Linked DNA regions of Triticum aestivum: region 2 is linked to region 1. The links are chromatin contacts, called in public Hi-C maps. All regions are on one chromosome and are shown on one strand. Each heading gives the region's core, a stretch centred on a gene start, on an enhancer-like site or on the middle of the called end of the contact. The rest is flanking DNA. Distances are from core to core; before and after follow the strand shown. Region 1 has its middle 11 kb from the start of LOC123122693. Region 2 overlaps LOC123122694.

Evidence for each region. A called contact is a pair of places that touch in the nucleus more often than the background predicts.
Region 2: a contact with region 1 is called in a Hi-C map of leaf, with 3 times the contacts expected there. The contact joins two enhancer-like sites. A contact is called at or near these places in 4 of 5 Hi-C or Micro-C datasets (leaf and an unstated tissue) and 1 of 1 datasets of contacts at active chromatin or transcription factors (leaf).

Annotation. Positions count from the first base shown.
Region 1 is chr5D:453,980,524-453,984,652 of IWGSC CS RefSeq v2.1, reverse strand. No RefSeq gene overlaps it. Among protein-coding and RNA genes, the nearest start is that of LOC123122693, 11 kb to the left of the region's middle. Within about 2 kb of position 1,357, at least 1 of the 8 cell types and tissues checked has an H3K27ac peak or open chromatin away from gene starts, as enhancers often do.
Region 2 is chr5D:454,026,665-454,030,531 of IWGSC CS RefSeq v2.1, reverse strand. It overlaps LOC123122694, which reads left to right. Exons shown (of 14, transcript XM_044543016.1): 13 at 1-56; 14 at 342-796. The coding sequence ends at 543. Among protein-coding and RNA genes, the nearest start is that of LOC123122694, 6.5 kb to the left of the region's middle. Within about 2 kb of position 1,796, at least 4 of the 8 cell types and tissues checked have an H3K27ac peak or open chromatin away from gene starts, as enhancers often do.

The sequences.
Region 1 (4,129 bases), core at 108-2,607:
GTTTGCCCGTCCAAGGAAGTAATTTCTTTTTTGGAACTTTATCCTCAATGTGTTGGAAGTGAATCCCTCTCAACCTCCTGACAATCTAAAAATGTGTTTATGTCTTATAAACCGGAAGGGGGAGTATGTCAACAGCCCAGCTACCTTTGGGGGGACATGCCTTTTTAGCCCAAATATACTTCATGTAAAATAGTTAACCCCAAGTATATTCTTTGTATTCGGGCGACAAGAAACATGTATGCAAGTTTGTATAAGTTATGGTAAATAGACCAGGTGGTACCAAAGCCACGTGCGTCGCAGTAGTACATATTCTGGCCTTCTGGGAAAAAATACTTCATATTTTGTACTCCCTCTGTAAACTAATATAAGAGCGTTTAGACAACTAAAATAGTAATTTAAACGCTTTTATATTAGTTTACAGAGGGAGTACACTCCAACTTCCTTTATGTAGAACTAAGAGGGTGCATTGCATTATTGGTCTAGCTAGCTAGGCCCGATATAGCTGCCGCCCTAGAACTTGGGGGAAAAAATCTGTTGTACTCCAAGAGATAGGTACATATAATCCAAGTTCATGATATATAAAGTTAAGCGTGTGTGGACTCAAAAAAATAAAATATGCTAGCCCGAAGTTCGTCTCTTCAAAAATCTGTTGTGATCTGGCGGGCCATATAATCCATTTGATTCACCCATAAAAGTTCACCTACGCTGCACGCGTACGCTGGCCGTGGCCGGTCACTGTGGACTGCTGCAATGGCATCGTCGTCGGCCGGCTACGAGTGCCCCGCGCGCGCGTGTATGATCGCATGCATGCGTTCTGCCATGGCATGCATGCATGGCCCCTACACAAGCGCGCGCCCCCGTGCACCGAGGAGTAACCGTGCTAGAGAAATTAATTGACGGAATCTCTATCTAGCTCAGTGCTCAGCTCCCGCTCAGTGATCGCTGACCGCCTGACCGTGTGTGTTATTTCGCTTTTAATGATTGTTTGTATTGTTTCCACTACTCATGTACAGAGGTAGACCATGGCAGTGGCTGATATCTGCAGTGAAATTGAATGTGCTTGAGCCAGTGAAACTGAATGTGCAGTGAAATTGAATGTGGTTGAGTACCACCGTTGTTGGCTTGTTGCAAGATCGAGAAGGGGAGAAATGCATGCTAATAAAGGAGCGAGAAGGCATACGTTTCCTTCCAGTTCCAGGAGAAAGGAAAGATGGACACCATGCATGCACCACCCATCCATCTCGATCTTTCAGGTGGTCGCCGTCTGATTTGCTCCGAGATTCCCCTGCAGGCATCCACGTAGGATCTAGTACTCTCGATCTATCTTGCGTGTTACCGTACGAGTTTTAGGATGTCCCGCCGACCTACATACTTGCCGCGCGTATGTACAGCAGGCTACGTCAATCCGCACGTGCACTGTCACCTAGTACGTGCTACCGATCCAGCTGGATCGATGTCGAATAAAGGAACCGACATCTGCATCGACGCGAGGTCAGACCTAGCCTCACCTCAGCTGAGATGATGGACGATGGACTCCTGGACAAGCCGATGCAGGTACGCGTACGTACTGGGATTTTATACAGTCTGGTTTTACAGACATGAATGGAGCCCCGCCGGCGACTGGGTCGGCTCCAATAATGGAGTGAAGCAGAGATGGATTGCTCCACCAACTCCTCCTCAATCATTCGCTTCCATTATACCTGAATACCCCTCGAGTTGAGGTTTTCCTTACTCCGTCTGCAGCGGTTTTATGAGTCCACTTTGTATTTTCAACCGGGACCTCCTACATGACACGCATTGCGTCCGACAGATGCGTGCCAGAGGCTCCTCCGACTGCGCCTGCCCAGCAGCGAGTGCCCGGCAGCTTGTGAACGCTCATGCCTTAGCCAGTAGATGAGCTTCGGTGTTTAAATATACAGCACGGAATATAAGAATTATAACCAGCGATAGATCTAACAATATTTCATAATTTCGAACATGATTAGTTTGGAGAAAGGTGTTTAGTTTTAAAACGTCAACATTTTAAAATTTGTAAAAATCTTATACAAACTCGCACATTCTTTGGAAACGGCAATATATTTTGAATCTTAACTTTTGTTGAATTTTTTGAAAAATCAAAACATAAACAATTTTTTAAACCTGAGACTATTTTTGACAAACCTGGAATTTCTTTGAAAAAACTTATTTTAAAATTTTATGAGTACAATTTTTGTAAATCGGAACATTTTTTGGAACTCCAAACAAAATTTGAAAAATCTTAAACATTTTTTCAAACATACGAACATTTTTTATGAAATCATGAACATTTTCAAAAAATTGAAAATATTAAAAAAATAAAGCTTAAAAGAAAAGAAAAAAATAGAAGAAAACCAGAGAAACCAATAAACAAAACAACAACAAAAAAAAGGTCCAGGAGCATTCGAGAAAGTTCCCAAAACCGGTAAAAAGCTAGGCTGGAACTTTCAAGAACCATCCCAAAACCGTGAAAGAGTTTTAACAATTTCATGGGGGGGGGGGGGGGGGTATTTTTCAGTTTTTCCTTTTTATGATATAATTTTTTAACTATAATGAATTTGCTAAATATTAGGTACACCAACTTTTGTTAAATGCATAAGCATTTTTTTTGTAAATACAAGAATACACACTTTTTTGAAATACCTACAGTTTTCTAAAAATATGTAAAAACTTTTAATAATTCACGAAAATTTTAAAAAATGAGATTATTTAGAAAAAAACTTGGGCACATTTCTAAATATGATGAACATTTGTTAAATGAGCAATATTTTACAAAACTGTGAAAACTTAATATCAGAAATAATTTTAACAATTTCATGGGTGTTCCTAAAAGTATGTGACTATTATTTTAAATATATGAATAAATTCTAAAAAAAGTAAATACATAAATGTTTTATATTCAATGTACATAAATTGTAGTTCATTAATGGCCGCACTATTGCTGGCCCATTAAGCTTGACGCAGGTAGATGAGGCACTATCAGGCCACACCGTTGATGGCACATTGCCGAAAAAGGTTTTTCACCCCGATTTTATATATAAAAGCAAACAACCACCACAAGGTCCACAACATAGCAGCCATTCCAACTCTAAAACCAACTCACACCACAACACAAGAAAAAACAAACAAAGGAGAGATCCCGCTGGGGACAACAGCAAAACAATTAATCCGCGGCCTGTTAACCTGATAACAGAATTTCCTAATGGCCACCGTCCAAACGCTATGCTCTGTAATAGGCTGACCCATGTACTATGATGCTTCCACCCGGTTTTAGGTTTTGGGATGCATTTGACAGCTTTTATTTTAAAATTTTCTGTATATTTTGATGGCTCTATTCTGTTTTTGTTCCTTATCCTTTTTGTGTGTTTTTTAGTTTTTATTACTTAAAGTTCATGCACGGTTAAAAAATCACTTCTTTATAATTCATGAACTTTTTTGCAAATTCATGGACTTATTAAAAAATTCGAATAAAACTCACGTGAATATTTTGAAATTCAAAAGTAAATCATGTACATTTTAATTACAGACCATTTTATAGAGTTCATGATTTATTAAACTTTAGAACGATTTTATTATATTAGTGAGCATTTTTAAAACCCAATGGCAATTTGTAATAATGATATTGTTTTTGAATATTCGATTTTATAAAAAAAGTCGATAAAAATGAGAAAGCAACGAAAAATAAAAGTCTGGAGAACCTACAAAAAAAATGAAAATATGCTGCACATGAAGCGTTAAATGGGCACGGCCCATTGTGCCTTTTAGCAATAATTTAGTACTAGAAGCGCTAAATTAGAGCCATCCCTAATAGCAACAAAACTCCCGACGTAAATCATTCAGACTACCCATAGTGGGCAGTAACTTAGACTAGAAACATGCATATGTTACTAGTCTATGTTAGTACCTCTATAATGGGAAGTAACATATGTGTAATGTCATGCAACACTTTATTTATTATATTGTAGACTCATTTTGTCATGATATATGTGATGTTACTCATAGTGTGAGTAATTACCTATGTTAATAAAATCATCTCTCTCGTTATTAAATCATTTCCATATAAGCAAATTTGCTGAGTTGGACTTTATATTACTGCTGAAGTTACTCCCACTAT
Region 2 (3,867 bases), core at 547-3,046, 45 kb before region 1:
GACAGTGGTTCCTCTTTCTGGAAAATGGATGGGGATAGCACAGTCCGGTTAAACAGGTAAGGCATCCTGAGACACACACACTCCTATCAAATTAGTTACAATGAATAGTTTCGGATATAAAGTGGTACTCCCTCTGATCCTGGTTATCAAATTAGACGCGTTTTATGTGTTTTGTTCGCTCATTTCAGTCAATACATAGTCCATCTTGAAATATCCAAAATGTCTTATACTAGTTCCGTACACTGGCATAAGACGTTTTTGCAGTTCGCAAAAACGTCTTGCATTAGTGTAGAGAGGGAGTAATTAGGAAGGGAGGTGATATTTACATTGAACTGCTGCAGGTGGCCTGTGCCGATGCCATGTTGGCGTGATCCTGACGATCCATCTTGGAGCTATCCTGATGATTGGATTACGGATGCACCCAGGGATGAGCCGAACATTGAAATCCCACCTGGCGAGGAGTTCAGATACGGATACATAAGGGGAACGAGATATAGAAACCTTGTAAAGGAGTGCTGGGTTCCCTTGACCAAGAAGTGGTGATATCTCTCACTGTATATCAATCTCCGTGTTCGATGCAGCTGCTTGGGTTGGCTAACACTCGAGAACGAAGGGACCTTTTTACGCGCCTGCACTGTTTAGAAGCTACTACGACAATCTCTTGTTCTTAGTCTGTCTTAATATTACTCTGTTCTTAGTGAGCTCTTGGGTGTGCACCTAGCTAACTGTTCGTGCGTTGCCAAGGGCAACAAAATTTGTATAAAAGAAAAGACCTTTCAGGATGATGAGTTGATCACACCGTGGTTCAACACAAATACGTCCTGCCATGTGTTGGCCCTGTGCTCTGACGATGCCCGTGCACGCCTCGGCCAGCCCAAGGCAGCCCGCGTCGTCTTACTCCGGTGTACGTTTTCCTTGGTGTTAGAACTAAGAACAAATATGATTAACAATTTCACACAAAGAGCAATTTTATTCGCCAACATCATACAAAATTGCGCTTCATACACTGGAACAAATATTATGAACAATAAGAACAAATTTCGGAAACGGATGATACTATTTTTTAGTTTGTGCGACAAATGGGATATACAGTAGCAAGCAACGGTCGTAGTGCAGCGGAATCCTATTTGGCGCATACAGGCAGCAGCGGAGCTTGGTCTAGACCAACAGATTTTTGCAACCATTGAAGAATATGCTCTATTTTAGGCCTAACCAGTATTTAAACTAGAGAATAGCCCCTCCCCATTAATTTGTCCCCCTTCAGCTAATGGCCTCCTTTTGGATTATGCTGAAGCTCCGCCACTCCATACAGGCAACACTGCAAACCAGCGCTCATAGCTGTCGTTGTACATGAATGGGAGTGTTGTCTCCGGTTTTGGGAAACTTCTCGCCCCTTTTTTGTTTGGTTTTTCTTTCTTTTTTTGATTTTCATGAACTTTTTATTTTTAAATTTTTTTGCAAAGATTTTGAAAGCTGCAAATTATTTCAAAATTGTGAGCTTTTTCGAAACCATGGACTTATTTTTAAATTCATGAAGTTTTTCTAAATTCAAGATTTATATTTTTTTTACTTTTTTTACAAAATTGGAAAATAAGTCAATATTTTGAACTTTTTTTTCAATCATGTGAAGCTTTTTTTTAAAGGAAACTGGTCAACCAAGTGGCTGGTGCACAGTCGATCGGCTCACCATGTTAACGAGTGAACAGAAAACGAAAAGAGCGCTGGCTTGTTGGGCTGGCCCATGCACGAGGAGTGTGCGAGGGCGAACGTGCTAACCGGCGCCAAACGCGCTGAATAGGAGCCCCCGCAAGGGTCATTTTTGTGGGCCAAGGGCGAGACTAGTGGTGCATCTAGCCGCCGCCATGTCTCATGCTTGGCACTCCCTCTGGATTTTTTTTCTGTAGGCGTTTTCGGGTTTTAGATGGGTTTTTTCTGTTTACACCTTGCCTTTCCTAGGTTTTGGAAGCAAAAATTGGCGAAAAAAAGTTCCAAAAAAAGTTATGGGAAAAAATTTGTGCTTCTACAAGAGCACATATTTGCTTTTCGTGGAGGCATAGAATTGCTTCCGCGAGAAGCATAGTGCGCTTCTAAGAAAAGCGAAAAAAATCACAAATTTATTTTTCCTTGAATCTTTATTTGCTTCCACGAGAAAAGATGCATATAATTCCTTCCGTGAGAAGCACAATTCTTCTTCGCGGAAAAGGGGAAGTCACGATTTTTTGCACGAATATTTTTTTGCTTCACGAGAAGCCCAATTTTGCTTCTCGTGGAGTCACAAATTTGCTTCCGCGAGAAGTACAGTTGTGCTTCTTGGAAAGAGAAAAATTGTGATTTTTTTGCGCAAATTTTTCTTTTGTCATGAGAAGCACAATTGTGGTTCCCAAAAAGGGAAAAATTATGAATTTATTTTGCATGATTCTTTTTGTGCTTCCACGAGAAGCACATATTTGCATCTCGTGGAGGCACAAATATGTGCTTCTCGAAAAGCAAAAAAAACACATGTGCTTCCGGCTTTGGGGTTTTCCTTTTTATGGGTTTTTTGTGAAAAAAGTTCGTCGAAACCTATTACATGGGATCTAATTTGAAATATCTCAACGCGGGAAATCCAACAGTGAAATTGGTTGGGGATTTGGATGCACTGTTTGAGAGATAAAATGTAAAAAAAATTCTATGAAAAAAGGAAACTCCCAGGTTGCGACAAGTGCGCACATGTCAGCGTCTGAGAAGGTGAAAATGACCTTTGCAAGGTGTTCAGTGTGTGGAATACATAATGTGGTAGAATGAGAATAGCTATGGTGGCACAAAGTAGGAGTTAGAGACAAAGCTTTTCTTAGAGGCGAAGTGAATTTTGTAATTCCGGTTATCTATCTGTAATTTCCGACTCCTTCCATTCCTATGACTATCATTTTAAATCCATGTTGTGTGGAGGCGTAGCAAATAATAAAATGGGCAAGTCATTCATCTTCGCGGCAGGGAGCTCTCACTTCTTATAAAAGACTTGGGTGGTAGACAACAAAATAAGGTCATTGATACGTTGGTAGGTCAATAGCTAAAAGATCCTCAGTTTATGAGTTTGGTCCTAGTTAGGTTGGAACTATATGAGTGTTTTAAATGGACAACAAATTTGTGGATCTTTTCAGTTTTAATGAAGGATTTTATTGATCCCTTGATCTTTACATCAAGATGCTGCAAGTAGCCAACACAAAGTTTAGAATTACAAAGATCACGAAAACATTTGAATTCATGAACTTTTTTTTAGTTCACGAAAATATTTGAATTCACGAACTTTCTTTCGTGTCCGTGTTTTTTTAATTTCATGAACATTTTTTAAAAATTGGCAAAAGAATCAATATTTTGAACCTTTTTCAATCATGTGAAGCTTTTTAAAAAGTAAACCGGTCAACCAAGTGAATTGGTCCATGGTTGATTGGGTCAACCATGTTAACTGAGTGAACAAAAAACGAAAAGAGCGCTGGCTTTGTTGGGCTGGCCCATGCGCGAGGAGTGTGTGAGCGCCAACATGCCAACATACTAACCGAATAGGAGCCCTCTTGCGGGAGCCGGCAAAGGTCATTTTTGTGGGATAAGAGCCCTCCAGGTGGTGCATCCAGCCACCGCCACATGTCATGCTGGGCGCTACCTCTGTATTTCTTTTCTGTAGGCATTTTCGGGTTTTAGATGATTTTTTTTTGGCTTTTCGTTTTACACTTTTTTTCCCCAAGATTTGGAGAACACAATTGGCGAGAAAAAAGTTCACAAAAGAAAGTTATGGGAAAAAAAATCGTGCTTCTACAAGAGGCACATAATTGCTTTTCATGGAGGCACATAATTGCTTCCGGGAGAAGCATTGTGTGCTTCTCAGAAAAG